Linked DNA regions of Mus musculus: all the other regions are linked to region 2. The links are chromatin contacts, called in public HiChIP or PLAC-seq and promoter capture Hi-C maps. All regions are on one chromosome and are shown on one strand. The core of a region is the stretch at or near the end of the contact, and the rest is flanking DNA. Distances in the headings are between cores, read along the strand shown. Region 1 has its middle 190 kb from the start of Gm41516. Region 2 holds the start of Arid1b (AT rich interactive domain 1B (SWI-like)). Region 3 has its middle 170 kb from the start of Gm34259. Region 4 has its middle 150 kb from the start of Gm34259.

Region 1 (5,214 bases), core at 2,162-4,661, 610 kb after region 2:
GTCCATTAGGAATGGCTTCTCCTCAGGCCACTTACCTACTCATTCATTGGCTTGTGACCATGTTAGTTGATAAAATAGAGATTATCCTAACATTATGGGGCTTATATATGAATGGGGAAAGACAATAAGCAATAAATAAGTCTTAAAATATATAATGTTTTAACAAACATATAAGACAGAGAAAAGCAGATGGATGGACTACCGTGGGAGTGACTTTAAATCCATATGAACAATCAATGAACATTCTCAATATGAAGGTGACATATAAGGGTAATGAGGGAACCAACTACGTGGAAATGGATGGAGGAGGAAAGACAATGGTACCATCACACCAATAGTTAGGTCAAGCCAAAGTTCATGGATTGACAAGAAGGGAGAAAGAAGAGCCATTGTATGGTGGCAAACTCACACAGAAGTATCTTGATCATTCAGGAATAGAAACAGCACTGACGTACTTTCTTCCGGAAATCTCCTTATCCTCCTAAGGACCACAGAGCACCGATCTAGCACTGGGGGCCTGGGTTTGAATCTCAGCTCAGTCTTTAATCCAGCTATTTAGTCCATACACCCTTCTCTGCTCTTGGTCCTCTTACCTTAAGATGAGAGGTTGAGCTAGCCAACGTCCAGCTTTTCCACGCAGGCCACTCAAAATTTTCCAGCCTTCAATCCTCACCCTAAGGTGTGAGGCTGGCTAGCCAGTGTCCAGCTCTTCCAGGAGACTATGAAACCTCTTTTACCTTTCGTCTCTGTGGCCTTAGGCAGGCGATTGGGCCAGGCAATGTCCAACTTTTCTCAATTCCGAAGTTTAACATTTCTTTTAAAAGTACACTTTATTATTGTAAGATTTATGTAATATTCTAATTTTGTTTCCCTTGGAATTTAGATAAAATTTCATTATACCTACATGTCAGTAAAATAAAAGTGAGAAATCACAGTATGTGAATTATTTTAAACTCTATTGTTGCTGCTCTTGTTATTACTGGATAGTGAACAGAGGAAGGCTAGGGATGAGCAAAGACAGCACATTTAGTAAATGGTCTTATTTTCCTACATATCTATCTACACAGAGCTTTTCTGTCTATAAGTTCATTCATGACACTTAAAGTTTAAAATTTTCTAAAAGAATTTCATGCAAGAATATTGCATCTACAACATGTCCACCCCTACTTCCTATTTCTTCCACTTTAGGATGAGGAGAGCAAAGATAGAAGGGGTTATGTAGCCTCTTCCAAGGACTGGACCTTGACTTGCCTATCCTCTTACTCAGAGATCAAGGCTGAAAAGTTTTCATGGAAGATCTGGACATTATCTAGGCCAAACCCCCACTCTGTGTGTGTGTGTGTGTGTGTGTGTGTGTGTGTGTGTGTGTGTGTGTGTAGAGAGAGAGAGACAGAGACAGAGACAGAGGGACAGAGAGAGACAGAGAGATACAGAGAGACAGACAGAGAGAGACGGAAAGAAATAGAGAGGAGGGGGAGAGGGAATGGAAGAGGGAGAGACTCTACTGAGTCAGTTTAGTCTTGTTCATATATGTATATGTGTTTAGGGCTGAACACTCAAGATTGGATAATCTATCAGGAAACTCATCCATAGAAGAGACTGACTGATTCCCCCTCTCTCAATGGCCAGTGATTGCCTATAGCTCTTAATATCAGGGGTGGAGCCTTGTGAAATCTCCCTTATCCACACTGGCATGTTGACTGGTGGGTTCAATGGAGTCTTGTTTTCAATTTTCCTGTTGAGAATTGATGGATGCAGCTCCCCTAATATGGCTGGAAGACAGCATCTTTCAGAAGACATTTGGGCCATGTGGCTCTTAGAATGTTTCTGCTCCTTCTTCCCCGATAGTTCTTGATCCTTAGCTGTATGTTTGTGTTATAGATATACTAATTTGAGTTAGGCACCTGGTAGTCACTTCTCTGCATTTTGTCTAGTTGTGGGTCAACATGATGGTCTCTGCTATTAAATAAAAGCTCTTACTTCTCATTCAAGTTCATTGTTTCAACCATGAGACATGAAAAAATAAGTAAAGGAAGTACTCATGACTATAGAAAGGACATTCACGACACTAATAGAAAAAGCTGAACAGGAGCACATTTGAGAACACCAATAGCTAGTTAACGGCTAAAGAAACACTAGAGCCCATGTCCCTTGGGTGAGTCTAATTCTCAACAGCAACAAGAATAGACATGCTAGGTGATATTTATGAATAGAGCTGTTATAATTGCATATTTCAAGGGAAAACACTTTCTTCAAATTCCACCATCAATAAAAGCCATAAGATTTTCCTTTCCACCTGCAAATATTAAGAGAACGTGAGTTTAACAGTGGCCAAGGGGAAAACAAACTATTAAGATCAAATTTCCAAAGGGCCATGAGCAAGATTGGAGTTGTGTGAGAGAAAGTGGATGAGGAACACAGGGAAACTGTGGGGATTTGGGGTGAGGGGGATATGGGAAAGTATCCTAGAGTAGGGTAACATTTCAGCTGTCTTAGAGGAGATGAGCCAGGAATTTCTCTGCAGAAGTTTGCCAGGTAGAGAAAAGAGCAAACGGCAGGCAGGCAGGCAGGCCTACTACATACAAAACCATGTTTATGGAAAAGCACATGGCACAAGTAGTCATCCAACATGCTAGGAGCCAATTACGTTGGGAGTGGAACAGAGGTGCAGCTTAAGAAGGAACTTGAGAGAAGTAACACATCTTCAGTTTTCCAAATCTAAGATGTTGACATCCAAGGACTGGAAGTGGAGATGTCACCTGTACATAGGACACAGGGTCTCATTGTAGCTGTGTGTTCAGAATAGATGTCTGTTCAGGTAGCTGTGCATCCCAGACTTCCCTTCCCTCCCCTCCCCCTTCCTTCATTTCTGATGAAAGTTCTAGTCTTTCTGATGAGATCTAGTTCTCTGGATATAGCACAGATGTCCCTTTATTTGCATTTCCATTCCCTTGCCTGCCAACAACTCAGATGGAGATGTAGGCCTGATGAAGTCTTCACTCAGGAGGAACTTGGACAACATTTGGAGAGAGTATGCAAAGTGAGATTCTTTCCAAGGGGGCAGCATGGGTATGGCTTGGCCCCCTTGCTAGGGTATGAGCTAGGTATAGAGATTTATTAGCAAGTTGTTCAATGGAAGGCTTATGTTTTGAACCTAAGGTAGAGACCCAGAAAATCCTCTTCTCCTTTCTCCCTAAAAAGGGATGGGGAGAAAAAACACAACCGTTCCTTCAAATGGGATAACATTTATGGAATATATCGTTCCCAAAATAAGATCCTCCAATTTGGGAGGAAAAAAAAAAACCCTAGCTGAAATAAATGAAAATAACAGATGGGAGAGGAATAGCAGAAGCTCTCCAAAGAACAGCGAGAGATACAGAGCGGAGAGTCATCTGTCTAGAAAACGATCCTCGGCTGTACTTTTGAAATTAAAGGTACACTGGCTTCTGAAGAGAGTGCAATTCTCCTCCTGACAGTTCCCCCGTCCACATTATGTCCTTTCTGGGCCAAGGTTAGCTCAGAAGAGGTATCATTTTCTTTTCTATTCCTGCGTCTCCCATTTGTGTGGTTTCCATCTGTTTGAAGGTGTTAAGATCAAGTGTTCTGGTCTCCTGGATAAAGGTTTGGGCTCTTGACAGAGTGCTGCGTAAATACAGAGCTGCAGGATCAGCATGGGGATATTTAATAACACATTGTTTATGTTCTTATTTGGCTTGTTTGAGAGCAACTGCAGCAAGGTGGGCCCCCCAGCAGCCGGCAGAGCACCCCTGACAGCAGTCTTGAGCCTGCTGCTCCTCCGCTGAAGACTGGCAGCCTCAAGTACAGCAAGCATCTGCCTCCTCGGAGGACTCTTCCCTCAGTTCGCATTCAGAAGAGCTTCATTTTGATGCTTTATTGACAATGGAAATTATTCAAGTTACATAATTCATGATGTCAGCTCCATGTGGGGTGTTTTTGTCTGCTGTGTTCTGTGCTGCTGTTTCTTCTGAGTGTCCCTAAGGCTCTCTACTCTGACCCAGTAGTTTGGTCAGACTTAGTTTGCTGACTATGACCATACTCTGTCTGGCTGCTCACTCTTCTTCTGGTATCATGCAAATGATAAGAGGGGAAGCTTTGGCCAGGCAATTAAATCTTCCACTTTGGGTTTTGTTCAGGCCCAGGGAACTGAATCTGCCTTCACACTGCCAATTACAAAGCCATCCTGTCCACTCTCATTAATACCATTCACCTGCAACCTCCTTCAAATTTCCCAGTCTCTCCAGAGTCAACGGACCAACCTAAATGGAAACCTTTCTGAACCTTTACTGCTGCAGAAGGAAGACCCATGAGGGAAGTGGAGCAGTATAAGTGTGTATCAGATAACTAAGCAGAAAACTAAGATTGGAGCTCTGTAGCCTACCTGTAAGCAAGTAAGGTGTAAGCCATTGTTAAGAATAAACCATTCCCAAGTCAGGGTCAGGAAAACCCAGGAAACAATACACTAAAGTTCTTTTAACAATTCCCAACCCCGCTTTCTTGTTTTTAGAACATATTTGAGCAAGACAGGATTAGGGGATATATCTTGGCTCTCCACCATCAGATGTGACCTCAGATCTGCACTTATTAGGTAATGGATAAGTTGGGAAGCAACAGCCTACCTACTCTGTTTTCTGCAGGATTCTGACTCTTGCTGCCTCATTGTCTTGAGGAAGCAGGTGTGGGTTGTGAAATGAGTAAGAAAGAAGGGGAGTGATGATAAGAAACACTCTGCAGTTGGGGGTAGAGAAGAAGGAGAGGCACAGCCAACTGACTTCCCAAACAGAGACATTGTCACATCAAGATTGTGGCTTTGACTTTGAATGTTAGGCTGTGGTGGCATATCTGCTCATAGCCAGAGACTCCCAGGCCATGAGTTTGTTCCTTCCTAGCTCAGTATAATTTGTTTCCTTCTAAGCCCAATTTTTTTTTTAATCAGTAAAAAAGTGGGTCTTGTTCTCTAAGATCTGCATCTCTCAAGTATGGCACCCTTCTTTTGCCTTCTGTAGCAATATAAACCTAATAAAGACCCACTGTTTGGGGATCTTTTTCTGAAGGGGAATCAGAGAGATCTTTGAAGGAAAAGACAGTGGTCTGTGAGAAGCAGTATTATTTCTTGTTTTCTGCATCATTTTGGTTTCAGTTCATAGCCTACAGCAGCCAAGACCATTGGTTCTCCCCCAAATTGTTGACAGACAG
Region 2 (4,767 bases), core at 1,300-3,799:
ATCCTTTATTACTAACTATGATTCATAACAATTTAAGCTCTAAATAGTATTCAATCTTCCATGTGCTTGGAATAGAGTTCAGTTATTATTTGTGTCAGGAATTTTTGTGACTGTACTGCTCCGCACTTCTATTTACATCAGCAGTGCTAAATGCCCAATGGTGAGAGGGGAGCCAATCAGATGGCAGATTAGATGTCAACTCAGAGGCAGCTGTCTGGAGACTATTACAGCCAGTTTACCTCCACAATTCAAATTCCAAACCTTGCAAAGGAGAGATCAAGTCAGTCTTTAGGCTCAGCCTACTAGCAAGAAACAGCCAGAGCGCAAGACACTTCCTAACAACGCTGTTGGACTTGGGAGACAGCAAAATCAAGAAAATCCACTCAAATACGATCCACAACGACCCATTTTCTCTGGCCTACTACCTTACTAGGTTTGCTGAATAAAAAAGGAAAACCTAACCCATGATCAAAATAAGTTCCATCGATCCGGAATCTATTCCTTCAACATCGCCTCCCGGTTGAAGGTGACTCCTTCCAAGGAGCCCTTAGCCCCATAATGGATCTCTCCCCAGCTATTCTTAGGAACGAATCGATGTTATTTTACAATATTTCGCCTCCGCCCGTTGTAAATCTGGGTCTTATTCTTGCTGGTAAACATCCAAACTCCACCAGCCACGGCTGTCACAAAGCTAACCTCGGTTTTTGGGTTTTTTTTTTTTTTTTTTTTTGGTTTTTTTTTTCCCCCTGCCTCCTCCTCGCAAGGGGAATGGGAAACCGACCGAGGCCCGAAGAGAGAAAGTTCCTCTCTCCCCGCGCCCACTCAGGGCACACCGTGGGCGCCGGCGGAGTCAAGCCGGGCCCCGGAGCCCGCTGCCCCGAGAGCCCTCCCCGGGCGGGCGCGGCCTGGGGCACCGAGGTCCCGTCCCGGGCCTGGCACGGGAGCGCAGCGCGCAGCAAGGGCGCGGGACACCCCGGCTCCCCAGCCCCGCCAGCTCCGGCCCCGGCCCGGCGGCGCCGCGCCCCCGCCACCCCCGCCAACCGCCGGGAAAAGTACCCGGCGAAGAAAGAAAGTCGGGCTCGCGGCGCGAGGCCCGGGCGGAAGCAGGCCCGGCCGGGCGCGGGGGTTACCTGGGATCTGCCCATGGTCGGTCCGGGGGTGCCGGGGCTCATCGCCGGGTGACTCCTTTGTTGCGCGGCCGCCCAGGCCGGGCTGGCAGCGGCGTACTGGGCGCCTAGGTCCTTGCCCAAGCCCATGCCCGCGGCCGCCTGCTGGCCACCCGCCGCCGCCCCCGCCGCCGCCTGGGACTGGGGCTGCGACGGCGGCGGCGGCGCGCTGGAGCTGCTGTAGTCGGGGTAGCTACCGCCGTAGCTCCTCATCATGGGGCTGGGTGAGGTGAGCAGCTGGTTGAGGGTCGGTGTAGCCCCCGACGGGTGCTGGTTCTGGCCGGCGAAGCGCTGGAAGCCCCCCGCCGCCGCCGCCGCGCCGGCGGCCGCCTTGCTGAGGCTCGCGGCCCCGCCGCCCCCGGGGCCCATCATCATGCCGCCGCCCTGCTGCCGCGGGGAGCTCAGCACCCCGTACCCCGAGGACGAGCTCCCATAGCCGCCGCCACCGCCTCCTCCTGCTGCTGCTGCTGCTGCCGCCGCCGCCGCGGCCGCCGCCGCCACAGCTCCGGCTCCTGCTGCCGCTGCCGCTGCTCCTCCTGCTCCTCCTGCTCCTCCTCCTCCTCCACCTCCTCCGCTGCCTCCTCCTCCTCCGCCGCCGCCGCCGCCGCCGCCCGCGCCGGGCCGGCTGTAGCCCGGATAATGGTTGTACTGGCTGTTGGGGTACCCTTCGTGGGAGTTCTGCAGGGGGTCCATGCTGCTGGGGGCCCCGGCGGCGGCAGAGGCGGAGTGCATCATCCCCATCCCGGGGCTTTGTTGTCCGCCATGTTGATCAAAGCAAGGCCCAGCGCGGCCGCCGGGGCCGCCGCTAGCAGGGGCAGCGCTGCCATAGTAATTATTAAACTCCGAGACGGCCGCTGGGCCGCCGCCGCCCCCGGGCACGGCGACCGGCGCGGGCTGCTGCTGCGCGCCCAGGCCCGGGTGCTCATAGCGGCTGCCCGCCGGCTCCCCCATCTTGGGCGGCGCGTCGTCCTCGTCGCCCGGTTTGCTCAGCAGAGGCTGGCCCTGCGGGTCAGCCTGATTGCCCGCGACACTGTCCTTGGCGCCTCCATGTTGCGGCTGCTCCATGTCCGGGCCGGGCTGAGGCGCGCCGCCGCCCGCACCGCCCAGGCTGTTGTTGGCAGTGGGATGCTGCTGCTGCGGCGGTGGCGGCGGCTGCTGCTGCTGTGGCTGCGGCGGCTGCGGCTGCTGGAACTGGTTTAGCTGCTGCTGTAGTGCGTGGTGGTGGTGGAGGTGGTGGAGGTGGTGGGCATGGTGGTGGTGGTGGTGGTGGGCATGGTGGTGGTGGTGCTGCTGATGGGGCGGTGCAGCGGGGGCCTCGCCAACGGCTTTCAGTTTGTGGTTGGGGAGCAGCCCGGTCTCCATGGTCGAGCCGGGGCCCGCCGAGGAGGAAGAGGCCGCGACGGCGGCGGAGGAGGACAGCGCGGCGGCGCTTCCACCCTCCTTGAGAGCCGCCTCGGAGCGGCCGCTCTGCGCGCTGTTGGAGCTGGCGGCCGCCGCGGCGCTCGCGCTATGGGCCATGTTCAGGTCGTGACGGGGGTGCAGGGGGTGGTGGTGCACATTATTCAGGCCGCCGTCGCCGCCCCCCAGGATGGGGCCCGGAGCCGCCACCGCGCCGCGCGCGCCCGTCTCCAGGTCCCGGGCCCCGGGCGCCGGCCGCGGCCCCGAGGGCGCCCGCCGCTCGCCGCTGCCCGCCCGCGCCCGCGCCGCCGCTGCTGCCCGCGCGGCCATGATCGCCGCGGCGTGGCGCGGCCGGGCGGGGTGGGGGGAGACAATGTCCCCACTCGCAGCCGGCCGCCCCTCCTGCGCGCATCCACGCGGCCCGCGGGGAAGCGCGGTGCCCTCCCCACCCCACCCCCCGCAGCCCCGGGCCGCCCGCCGGGGGCGCGCCTTTGCGCTCGGGGGCTCGCGCCCGCTACGGCCTGAACGGGCGGAAAGTTTTTTAGTTCCGCTTGCAATGAAACTTTTCTCTCTCCCTCCCTCACTCTCGCTCGCTCTCTCTCTCTCTCTTTTTCCCCCCTCTCTAACCCGGATATGGGGGGGGGGGGGAAATGCACGACTTGCCTGAGCCTAATCGGGCCCAGCGCGGCGTGAGGGAGCCGAGCGAGCCGGAGCAACTATTATCCGCTTCTCTCCGAGGGCTGCTGCGCACTCGCAAAACGCGGACTGGACTCGGCCCCGGGCGCCGCCGCTGAGCGCACGTTCGCCCGCCAGCTCGCCCCGCTCACCCGGCTGGTCTCGCCCGGCCTGGCGCGGAGGGCCCGGCCCGGGGGAGCGAGGGGAGGGGGGGGGGAACCGGCTGCCGGCGCTCGGGGCCCGAAGCTGCTCGGTCCCCTCGTGCCTCCGGTCTCCCTGCCAACCCGCGCGCGGCCCTGTGTTTGTTTTCACGTCTAAAGGGAGCGGTACGAAGGTGGAAAACGAGTCTGAAGAGCAGACAAAAGAGGGAGAAGGGGCTGGGAAGCAAAGTTGTCTGTTGGGCCTCAGAGGTGGCGAGGAGCCGGTGGAGAAGAGAAACACTCAGGCAGGCCGGGCAAAAGCACTCGGTCTCTCTCAGGAGTTATGTAATTTTTCACAACCTTGGCCTCTGCGCCTGAATTTCAGGCCATCGGCTTAATTCCCACAACTTCATCCAACTGAGAAATTATGAAAGACTTAAGTGAAGGTTAAGCAGCAAAGACTGCTGTGCCGTGTACACAGCAGGCACTCAATAATTGCTTATGATTCACCACTCCGATCTAAGGTGGTGTTTATATAACTCTTTTTAAAGGCACCGGAAGTAGGTATGAAAACTCCTAGCGTTCCCCATGGAGTATTTTTCTTATAATGCGTTTGGGTGTCCTCGAGTGTGTAGTGTTAGCTCCACACAGCATTCAGGGGACGTTTAACCATTGGTGCAAAACCAGTGCCGGCTAAGGTTTATCTTGGGTCTTCATAAATCTAAGGACGACTTTCATCATATTTCAGAGGTTAATGTGTGCAATTAACCCTCTTGATATGAGTTCACTTCTAAGTAATGGGAAACAAAACCAAATAGATGTATTTAATAAACATAAAATCAATAATAATGCAAACAGTCTAATCCCAAAGCAGAAATATGCAGTACTTGCCCAGTTTTTAAAAGGTGCCTATTGTTTTAGCAGAATAATGTTTTACACATTATTATCATGGAGTAACTAATCTCTGACTGCCTCTGGTATCCAGACTTCTTTACCTAAGCAACAGCTCAGTTATGCTAGAGTGGACTGATTTGTGTGAGAGAACGCATTTGAAACCAAAGCTTCCCAGAGGTCAGGCTGAAGGAATATGCTAGATTCCGGTGCACTGTACTTTTCCAAAATCATTCTTTAGCCGCTTGAAAAAACTATTTTAGCTTATGTCAATTGCCTTGGTTGTGTGCTAGGCCAAGTGTAAATATTTTACATGGCTAAACAGAAAATTCTAGATATTGAGTGGGCTGTAGTAATGACTAAATGGAGAGAAGAGAAGCAGGTATATATACCCCAGGGTCACTGTAGAGTATAGGGACAGTCCATGACCCTATAGAAACAGCTGGGGAGCAGGGAATATATCCATGTGTGTGACGGAGTGACAGCCATAGGCGAGT
Region 3 (5,052 bases), core at 1,302-3,801, 550 kb after region 2:
TTTTCTCCTCTCTTCCTTTTTCCTCTCTCCTTTTCACCTCTCTTCCCCTCCCCCTCTCCCCCTCTCTTTCTTAAGGTAAGATAGTCTTACATCAGTCAGGCTTGCCTAGAACCCCCATATCAATGCTCATGCTTCAGCCTCCTTAGTGCTAGGGTTGCAGGGAGGAGCCACCATGCTACCTACCCTATAATACCTTTTAGTTCATACATTATCTCTAAGGTAGACTCTTGGTTTTAATAAATCATGTCTTAATATTGTCTGGTGCCCTCACAGGTATGGTAATTAGTACGGACACATGTAAGCTACAGTGGAATTGCCTACAATCATATGACTCTAGAAACTATTAAGTCCAGAAAAATGCTCTGTCAAGGGATGAATTGGAAACTTCAGGATTCTTTAGAAAGTCTGTTGGTTTGGACAGTGTTTTGCTGGGGCAGTGTTTTGCTGGGGCAAACACTTGCAGAAACATTTATCTGAAGTGGACACAGGTGAAAGACTAAGGCAGACACATGAAGGAACATTTAGCTGAGGCAGACACAGGTCAAAGGATGTTCTGCTAAGGCAAAAAAAGGACACATGATGAAGGACTCCTTGCTAACAACATGCATGTGTTGGTCTGCCTTACATTTCGGAGTTGAGCTTCATTTGTTGGGACTCCATAGAGAGAAACGCACCAGAAAACTTTTGATGGTGTGTTGCCTTTTCTTGTTGCTTCCTCGAACTTGGGCTGATTGACAGAGTGATGTCAGCTGATACGGATGCATGAGCTGAGGCAAGAACCATGGAGGGCAGGTGATGTTTGGAGGGTATAAGTAGGACTCAACGGACAGTGACAGAGGCTGACCTAGGCTTGTGGGTCTCTCATCATCACTGATCTTCAATTTGCCTAGAGAGGCTCAGAGGAGAACTTCTCCTGACATTCCGAATCCTGGTCCCTCTGTTGACTTGTGCTGAGCTGCTGCTGCCTGCTAACCTGTGGACTGAACTGCTGATTTCCAGACAACACAGATGGGAATTGCTCCAAAGTACCTTTCTAAACAGGTCCACTTCCCCTGTATCCTGTCTTTTCCACCACCTCTGGTGGATGGTGGGCTAAAATGGAGATTAAAGTGTTTAAGAAGCATCATTAATAATAAGATTTGAAAAACATTAGTTGCAAAGGGATTTTGGATTTTGGATTTTCTAATAATACATATTCTCTAGACATTGAATAAGACCTTGATAACATTTGCTGTATTCTGAGACAAAGACTTCAAACCCAAGAGATTTATCTCCATTGAGTTTTACTTGCAATTCCCACAGATTGATATCAATCTCTTTCCCTTCAGGGTTGCCAAATGTCCCATAGCTTCTGAATTTCAAAGAGGAGACCTGGCTTCCTTCATGAAGACTGAGACCCTGCTATGCTTTACAGAAGCACAGCCTTGCTCCATCATGGTTGATGACTCAGAGATGACTACTGTACCCTAAAATATGGTCCTTCATGTGCAGCTTTGATTATATGTTTAGGTTGTTCAATTATATTTAGATAGAAAATGCTAATTATTCTCTAAAATAAAAATAACTATATTGTCATTAAAAGGAACGAGAAAGGTATTTGTTTCTACTATTGTACAGATGGGAGTCTATACTCAGAGGTTTTTAAATTCTCTAATAGTATGTGAATCATTACAGCTTCATAGACCTTAAGAGCCATAACAAAGAAAATGCTTTTTTGTTTAGACCTCAAAATAGAACATTGAGAGTTCTGCCAACCTTGTTCCAAAATATATGAACACAATGAGATATTCCTCTCAGGCTCACTAATTTAGTAATAATTATTTGAATTTGGAGTCATCAGCTAGCTTTTATGAAACTATCAGGTACTGAACTCACAATTCCAAGAAATCCAGAGTCGCTTAGACTATTTCTTACCTACAGAGATGTCAGCTCCTATGTCTAGTTGTTAAAAGTTTCTGAAAAAGTCTTTTTCACAGGACATAGAACCCCCTTTTCCTCCTGCGCCCCTCTTCTGCCCTGTTATTTGGAGGAAAACCATGCAGGCATGAATGCAAAGCAGAAGGTCCCTTTGATGAGAGTCCTGAGTCCTAGTGATAGCACAGAGGAGTGTCTGTGGAGCAGGGTGCACACTCCTCTTATAGAGCCTTGATCAATGTAAGTGGAGAAGGATTCTACTCTGCATTGGTGAAACTGAGACACACTGTTCCTAAACTACCAAGCAGAGAGCATTCCGATGACTTTGTTCTAATGATGTAATATATGTTCATTTGGTCACAGATTGTTGCTGTTTCTATCTATAAAGGGACAGCATTGAGAAATCTTAGCATATATTCTGTTTGATTCTACTCAGTGTTGATTGATCCATTTAATACTACAGGCTTCAAAGCTCTACAAATCTACCACCGATGATCATTTTTTCTTTCTAACCTGCTTTGTCAATCTGTGGTGGTTTGAATAAAAATGGCCCCCATAAGCTTATAAGGGAGTGGTGCCATTGGGAAATGCCTTGTTGACCACTATTGGCCTTGTTGGAGGAAGTGTTACAAGGGGATGGGCTTTGAAGTTTCAGATGCTCAAGCCAGGCCCAGAGGGTCTGTTTCCTGCTGCCTGTGAATCTAGATATAGAACTTTCAGTTCCTTATCCAGCACCATGTCTGCCTGCATGCCACTATGCTTCCTGCCATGATGATAGTAGACTAAACCTCTGAATCTATAAGCCAACCCCAATGTTTTCCTTCTTAAGAGTTGCCATGGTCATGGCATTGCTTCAAGCAATAAAAACCCTATCTGACACAAATCACATACTCTTATCTTGTTTTTTTATACTTCTTGATGAATCAAAATTTTTTAATTAGTGAAGTTGATAGTTTCTGTTTTGGAAGCTAGTGTATGGTCTTACTTTTAATGAACATGTCAGATATTTACAACTTACATTATAAATATAAAATCAGAAATGTGCTTGGCCTGCTACATACCTGGGATGTCCTTTCACAATTATCAGCTTGACTACATCTGGAATTAACTTAAACCATGGAATGGAAGACACACTGGAAAGGATTTTTGCTTAATTTGAAGTGGGAAGATCCATTTCTATCCAGAGCTCTGAGGTAGAAAGATACTTTAAGTGTGTAAAAGATCCTTAATCGAGATCACTGGAGCTGGGAAACCCTATAATCTGGGCCACACCTTTTGCGGAAGCCAATACAAGGACATGAAGAAGGAAAAGGAAGCTTTTGTTCTTTGCTTACTTGTTCTCACATCAGTAGCAAGTCCATTCCTTCACTTTCATTAAAGTTTGCTTTTCCAGGATTCCAGTCTCCTGAAGACCACCTGAAATATCCAACTATTACATAAGCAACTATTAGATTTTTGGATTTTCCTTTTACAGCCAGCCATTGTTGAATTATTTGGACCACAGTCATTCTAATAAATCTCATATACATGTATATTTATATATACATATATTCACATATATACACAAATGTATGTGAGTACTCATGTATGTGAGTATATATTCATTCTATAAATTGTTATCCTAGATAACCCTGACTAATACAATTTTCCTCTCAAGTAATATCTGTGTGTGTTCACACACAGATATGTGCATATGTGTATGTCTGTGTACATGTACCTATACATATACATAAGGGGGATTTACTGCAATGACTTAGAGGCTGCAGTGAAGCTAATCCAACAATGTCTGTCTATGAACAGAAAGTCTAAGAATCCAGTAGTTTCTCAGACCACAAGGCTGGATGTCTCAGGTGGTCTTCAGTATGTGCTGGAGTCCAGAAAACATAGACTTTAATGCCAGTGAAGGAATTGGCTTGCTAGTAAGGCAAGGGCAAGCAGGCAAAGAGCAAAAGCTTTCTTATTTCACACACATACATAAGTATATATATGTATTTCTAGCAGAAGGTATGACCTAGATTAAGTGTGTGTCTTCCCACCTTAATACCCAAATGAAAGGATCTTCCTCCCTCAAGATCCAGATCAAAGGCAGGTATCTTCCCACCTCAAAACATTCCAGACTGGAAATAGATTCACTCACTTTAAACCAAACAAAAAACTCTCTCACAGGTGTGCCCTCCATTTCTGGATTGTAGTTCATTCCAGATGTAATCAAGTTGACAACCAATAGTAGCCATCACAGAGTTTAAATGGACTAGGCAGTATCTGATCAATGTTAAGCCCTCCAGAGATTCAGTGTAACAAAAACAGAGCAGTCCTTATACAACCCCCAGGGAAGAGGAATACAACGATTCTGTGACGTTTTCCCTCTCGCTGGTGTCTCTGACTTTCCTGTTGTTTTATGGTCAGATGGCCTGTGTAGAACAGGATGCTGAAGTAACTGAATAGGTGATGGGTCTGGGAACTGTGCACATGGAAAGGGCAACATAGAGGCAGAAGCAAAGTGAAGGATACACATCATCAACAAATAGCTGGATGCCATCACAGAGAATTCAGGCAAAAAAACAAAAATCTTCTGTCTTTTTTTTTTTTTTTTTTTTTTTTTTTTATAGAACAGATAATGGCCAGGAAATCGTCAGGGATGTTTTCCTGTGGCTAGGATAAAATCTGAACTTTAAAGTTGTTAGCAATCAAAATGGTTACTGTTTGGAGAGTCCTAGAAAATGTCTGCCTTTGGAAGTGGCAGCTGGAGTTTGTTCCCCAACAGACTCTTCTCACATTCAAGCAGCAATCGCCCTAGTGAGCTGAGATCACCCTAGTGTGCTGAGATCACCCTAGTGAGCTGAGACCACCCTAGTGTGCTGAGATCACCCTAGTGAGCTGAGACCACCCTAGTGTCCTGAGACCACCCTAGTGAGCTGAGATCACCCTAGTGAGCTGAGATCACCCTAGTGAGCTGAGATCACCCTAGTGTGCTGAGATCACCCTAGTGTGCTGAGATCACCCTAGTGAGCTGAGATCACCCTAGTGAGCTGAGACCACCCTAGTGAGCTGAGATCACCCTAGTGAGCTGAGATCACCCTAGTGAGCTGAGATCACCCTAGTGAGCTGAGATCACCCTAGTGTGCTGAGATCACCCTA
Region 4 (4,636 bases), core at 1,914-4,413, 530 kb after region 2:
TTATCCTACAGTTTAGTCCGTGAATATCAGAGTAGTGGCAGCACGTGATCTATAGGCTTTAGAACGTGCTCCTGCAGATCAGCTTTTGTGTGGACTTCTGATTCCACGTTTTTAATGGTAAGAATGACGTTTTCTGGGGCTGGAGAGAAGACTCAGTAGTTAGAGACCATTGGTAACTAATCATAAACACAAAAGTTCAGATACAAGCAAATGCTTCAAGACCACCCATGTTGGCAGCTCACAAATGCTTATAACTACGGCCTCAATGTATCTGATACTCTCTTCTGGTATCTGGAAGCTGCCACCACTACACACACACACACACACACACCCACACACACACACACACACACACACACACGCGCATGGAACCATGCACACACTTAAAAATCTTAAAAAGCAGTGATGGTTTATGGTTTTTCTTCAGCATGTGGGAAGAAATGAAAAGTACGAAGTACTCCATTCTCTGTACAAATTGAGAAGCAAAAAGCCTGGCTGGGTATCCAGCTTGGAGTTAGACAGTTGTATGTCTCTCTGACCTCTGTCTGACAAGTATACAAAGCCTCCTCAGTCTATAAAATGGGACTCTCCCCAAAGGAGTCTGTGTGGGAGACTCATGTAAGGTACATAGGCGATATGTTAACCGGTCTTGCAGAATGCCCACCCCTACTACACAGGAGCATGGAGTATCACTGGTTATTTTTGTCTCATTTCCTGCACTATCCAAGCTTGTTTCCAGAATGTAATACACATCTTTTGTTTGTCTCCTTAACTCAGAATGTGGGAACTTTTATCCTTTCTGTATGACTGTCTCCCAAGATTTGCTGGTGCTGTTGAAAACAGGATGGACCTCAAAAGTGTTTTCAGCTACGTTATCAGACAAAGATGAACAAGTGAAGAGTGCAGTTTGGATGCCACAGAGTACAAAGATTGCAACATGGTGTCACAACCTTTTCAAAGACAGTCGTGTGCCTGTGAAATGCATTCCCCGGCCATTTTCTTATTCAAAATAAACTTTCAGGCTCCAACAGAGGTCTATAGTTGGTGTTTACCTTGAAGAGACTTTTAATTCTTTGGGATAGCTTTGAGAGTATCCCAGGACTACACCATACCCACGTCTTTCAATCATTAACATCCTTTACACAAGAATTCCTGTGCTCCTCATGTTGATTTCGCCTACACTGATCATTGGTTTGCCATGAATGCATCCAATCTATAGTGACTGATGAGCAGAGGCATCTTTACCATAAAACACACCGGACCTTAATGAAAATGTCTGGTGGCTTTTGTGGGACTCAGGCTTGAGCAGATGTGTAGAGCTAAGGTGACAGTCAAGGTCTAGATATTATTTTTAGCCTTGAATAGTCTTGTAGTCTGGCCTTCCTCCCATTAGCTTCCTGAGTGGGCTGGTATAAACCCATTTTTTATATCTCCCTTGTTCCCGTTTTCTTGTCAGCAGTATTCAACTAGCAGTTAAAATTTCAGAGAAAAGTGTAGGTAGAACCCAGTTGGTACGAGGTTGGAACGTTCCGAGCCTCTGGCTTCCTGTGTGTGCCTTTTTTCTTCTCTCTATGCACATCTTGGCTTTCTAGTGATTCAAACTCCGTCTAAATGTTGCTACTTACCCACCTGTCAAGCGTGGTGTGAGAATAAGAATATCTGAGCCATATTTTTGCTCCTTAGAAGAAAGGTGCTATATAAATACAAAGTGTGATTTCATTAAATGTTCTTGGATGATAACAGCATATGTTAAACTCAATTTCCTTGACCAATTTTATAAATAAATTTTGGTGTTACAATATGGTTGTTTTTATGGTGAGTATGTGTGTATCCTACACTCTGGGCTGTATTTTCTGTCTGGGTGATGCAACATATCAACGTTTAAGAAAAACAAAAGCTTTGTCCTAGACAAATCATGCAATTATTGCTCAAAGTTATTTGCCTTTTTGTACTTACAATAAATGTGAGTGAATTTTCTGCTGAATATAAAGGAGAGAAAAATGCACATCCATAAAGTATATTGTGAGAATGTAGCGTGAGGGTGGAGATGTGGCTCAGTCTAGCCTGCATGAAGTAGCCCAGCATTAAGCAAATGAGGTGTGATACCACACAGCGATGATCCCAGCACTTGGGAGGTAGAGGCAGGAGGCTCAGGAGTTTAAGGCTAGTCTTAGCTACATAGTGAGTTTGATATCAACCCCGGGTGCAGTGGAGCTCATCTATAGAAAAATAGGCTAGTTTGGCTGAATGATCTGCTTTTCTGGTAAATCCGTATAAGTGGCTTGCAGCATGCATGACAAACACATCAATTACAGGGTTGAACATAAACTGCTGCGCTTTTGTGGTCAGGGATGATATTGATTATGTCCCACGGAGCAGCATCAGAACCCCGGCTTAGTCTAAGGAAAAGGTATTACTTCCAGCCTTAGACCACCAAGGCAAGACTCTCCCAAAGAGGTGGAAAGGTATGTTTTACCCCATGGTAAGACACAAGATCACAGGAGTGATAAAATCACAGAAGCCCTGCAGAGTCACAGCCCGGTGCCAGCACGGAAGGCTAATCAGTCTGAAATGCAGAGGACACTTTCTTGGGAGATGTAAGCAAGCATCCATAGCAGCCTCTTGTTCATTTCTCATTTCCTTTGGCAAGTCCATTTCCTCCTTCACAGGCAAGCATCCCTCCAGCTGTGCCTGCCAGGAAATCACCTTCAGTCTTACATTTTTTTTTAACATGTGAAATGATTTTAGATCCCTGTTACCAAGCACAGGGTGTTTCCATAATGGTTCTTCTGATGCTATTACTGTTGTACAGTGTACTTATCAAAACTAAGAGGTTAGCGGTGCTGTAACACTGCCAGTTCCACCATTGGCCTCATTTACATGGTTTAGTTTTTCCATTAACTTTTTTTTCTTCTTCTTTTCCAGGATCCCATTATGCATTTGGCCATCATGCCAATCCAGCTTCTTCCAGTCTCTGACAGTTTCTTTTTCTTTGTCTTTCTTGGCTAACAACGTTTTGAGGAATCCTGTACAATGTCTCTTCATCTGAATTTATCTGATTTTTTTTTAAACCAAAAATATGCTGTGCTAGCTCTCTGTTGTTATGGTAACATGTCTGAGAAAAATCAACTTAAAAGAGGAGAGATTCAGTCTGGCTCCTGGTTTCAGGGTTTTAGCCTCATTTTGTTGCTTTTGGGCCTGTGCTGAGGAAGCACATCAAGGTGGGGAATATGGAGGGAGGCAACACTGCTCACTTTGCTTACTTTGTTGGGGACAAGAAGGAAGGTGGAGGGGGAGGGAGAGGGAAACAGAGATGAAGGTTGACAGACAGAGACAGACAGACAAGTCAGGGACAAAGAGAGACAGAGTCACAGAGATAAGGAGAGAGACAGAGTAAAAGAGACAGAGAAACAGTCACATAGAGACACAGAGACACAGAAAGATAGAGATACAGAGAGAGAAAGAAAAACAGATATAAAGTCAGAAAGACAGAGAGACAGAGAGACAGAGGCAGACAGAGGCAGAAGAGAGAAACAGAGAAGAAAAGAGAAGAGGAACAAGGAGGAGGAGGAGGAATAAAGAAAGGAAAGAACGAGAAGGTAGGCTCAATGGAATGGAGTTGGGTTGGGTCTCCAATAACTGACCTCACCCTACCTACTAAAGCTTTCACCACCTCTCAGCAGCTCCAGCAGGTGAAGACCTAACCATCATCAAGCACCTGGGACCTATTTAATACCCAGACTAAACCACAAGCTGAGGTTATAGGTGTTGGGGCAGGGTAGCACAGAAACACCATATTCCTGTCATTGAACATGTCAGTGTGCACAATTGATCAGATGACATTAACCTTGGTCACTGACTTTAAGTGAGATCCGCTAGTTTTCTCCCTGGGAAAGTCAAGGTATTAACTCTTTCCACTCATCTAGTTGGTACAAACAGGGCACTAAGTTCAACCACAGGGGAGGAGTAACAGGATTTTGTGGTCATGTTCTGAATACTAGTTAGTGAATTTGCAGAAGGGTATGAATATGAGATACAAATAAAATAGCTAGTGCTTATTATGGTTTGATGTATGGTCTTATGGCTTAGAATACCACAGCATGTTCAATAAAAACCATACTTGACAACTTGAATGTAAGCCTTTGCTTGGATGGTGGTTGATAGACTTTCTTGATGCTGCACAAAGGTAGCATTCACAAGGAAGGCAACTGATGGTCTTTGGCAAGCTGTGCTGCCAAGCAGTCATGTATGGAGGCACAGTGAAGTCTCTCAGCTTCCCCTGGGCTGGGCAACCTGACTCCACTTACATGGAGGAATAGGTGTATCCTGCTTCTTTTGAAAACTTCCCATTTGTTGCACTTGTCAATGAGTGTTGCTTGCAGCAATGGATATTCTATTCTAATCATAAGTGATTTTTCTTAATTCCCGATTCCCTTTACATTAATTTTACTTTTTAAACTCTTGAAGATAAAGGAGTACATTTATTTGCTTATTTAAACTAATTACATAACTTGTATTGGCTTTCAGAGAATTAAGTTTCATTATGGGATTTTCCAAATAAAACTTTTTTTTTTTGTCATTTGCCTACAGTGCTTCTTTTTCACCTCTTCTTTTTTCTAAATTAATTCTTTGAGAA

The links. Promoter capture Hi-C pulls out the DNA fragments that hold promoters and counts their contacts. HiChIP or PLAC-seq counts read pairs in DNA pulled down with a chosen protein or histone mark.
Region 1: a promoter capture Hi-C map of hippocampal neurons shows a contact between it and region 2, with 10 times the contacts expected there. The contact joins the enhancer-like site here to the promoter of Arid1b in region 2. A contact is called at or near these places in 2 of 39 promoter capture datasets (hippocampal neurons and pre-B cells), 2 of 484 Hi-C or Micro-C datasets (cerebral cortex and forebrain) and 3 of 115 datasets of contacts at active chromatin or transcription factors (embryonic forebrain, forebrain and large pre-B cells).
Region 3: an H3K4me3 HiChIP or PLAC-seq map of pro-B cells shows a contact between it and region 2, with 3 times the contacts expected there. The contact joins the enhancer-like site here to the promoter of Arid1b in region 2. A contact is called at or near these places in 3 of 39 promoter capture datasets (the C10 cell line, hippocampal neurons and maxillary cranial neural crest) and 4 of 115 datasets of contacts at active chromatin or transcription factors (embryonic forebrain, forebrain, large pre-B cells and 1 more).
Region 4: a promoter capture Hi-C map of hippocampal neurons shows a contact between it and region 2, with 5 times the contacts expected there. The contact joins the enhancer-like site here to the promoter of Arid1b in region 2. A contact is called at or near these places in 2 of 39 promoter capture datasets (hippocampal neurons and maxillary cranial neural crest), 1 of 15 datasets of contacts at CTCF or cohesin (pro-B cells), 1 of 484 Hi-C or Micro-C datasets (cerebral cortex) and 3 of 115 datasets of contacts at active chromatin or transcription factors (embryonic forebrain, embryonic hindbrain and forebrain).

The regions. Positions count from the first base shown.
Region 1 is chr17:4,380,663-4,385,876 of GRCm38.p6, reverse strand. No RefSeq gene overlaps it. Among named protein-coding and RNA genes, the nearest start is that of Gm41516, 190 kb to the right of the region's middle. Within about 2 kb of position 3,411, at least 15 of the 459 cell types and tissues checked have an H3K27ac peak or open chromatin away from gene starts, as enhancers often do. A contact at or near this core is called in hippocampal neurons, where this site is marked.
Region 2 is chr17:4,992,856-4,997,622 of GRCm38.p6, reverse strand. It overlaps Arid1b (AT rich interactive domain 1B (SWI-like)), which reads right to left and starts at 2,549. Exons shown (of 20, transcript NM_001085355.1): 1 at 1,131-2,549. The coding sequence starts at 2,528.
Region 3 is chr17:4,443,335-4,448,386 of GRCm38.p6, reverse strand. No RefSeq gene overlaps it. Among named protein-coding and RNA genes, the nearest start is that of Gm34259, 170 kb to the left of the region's middle. Within about 2 kb of position 2,551, at least 7 of the 459 cell types and tissues checked have an H3K27ac peak or open chromatin away from gene starts, as enhancers often do. A contact at or near this core is called in pro-B cells, where this site is marked.
Region 4 is chr17:4,462,873-4,467,508 of GRCm38.p6, reverse strand. No RefSeq gene overlaps it. Among named protein-coding and RNA genes, the nearest start is that of Gm34259, 150 kb to the left of the region's middle. Within about 2 kb of position 3,163, at least 11 of the 459 cell types and tissues checked have an H3K27ac peak or open chromatin away from gene starts, as enhancers often do. A contact at or near this core is called in forebrain and hippocampal neurons, where this site is marked.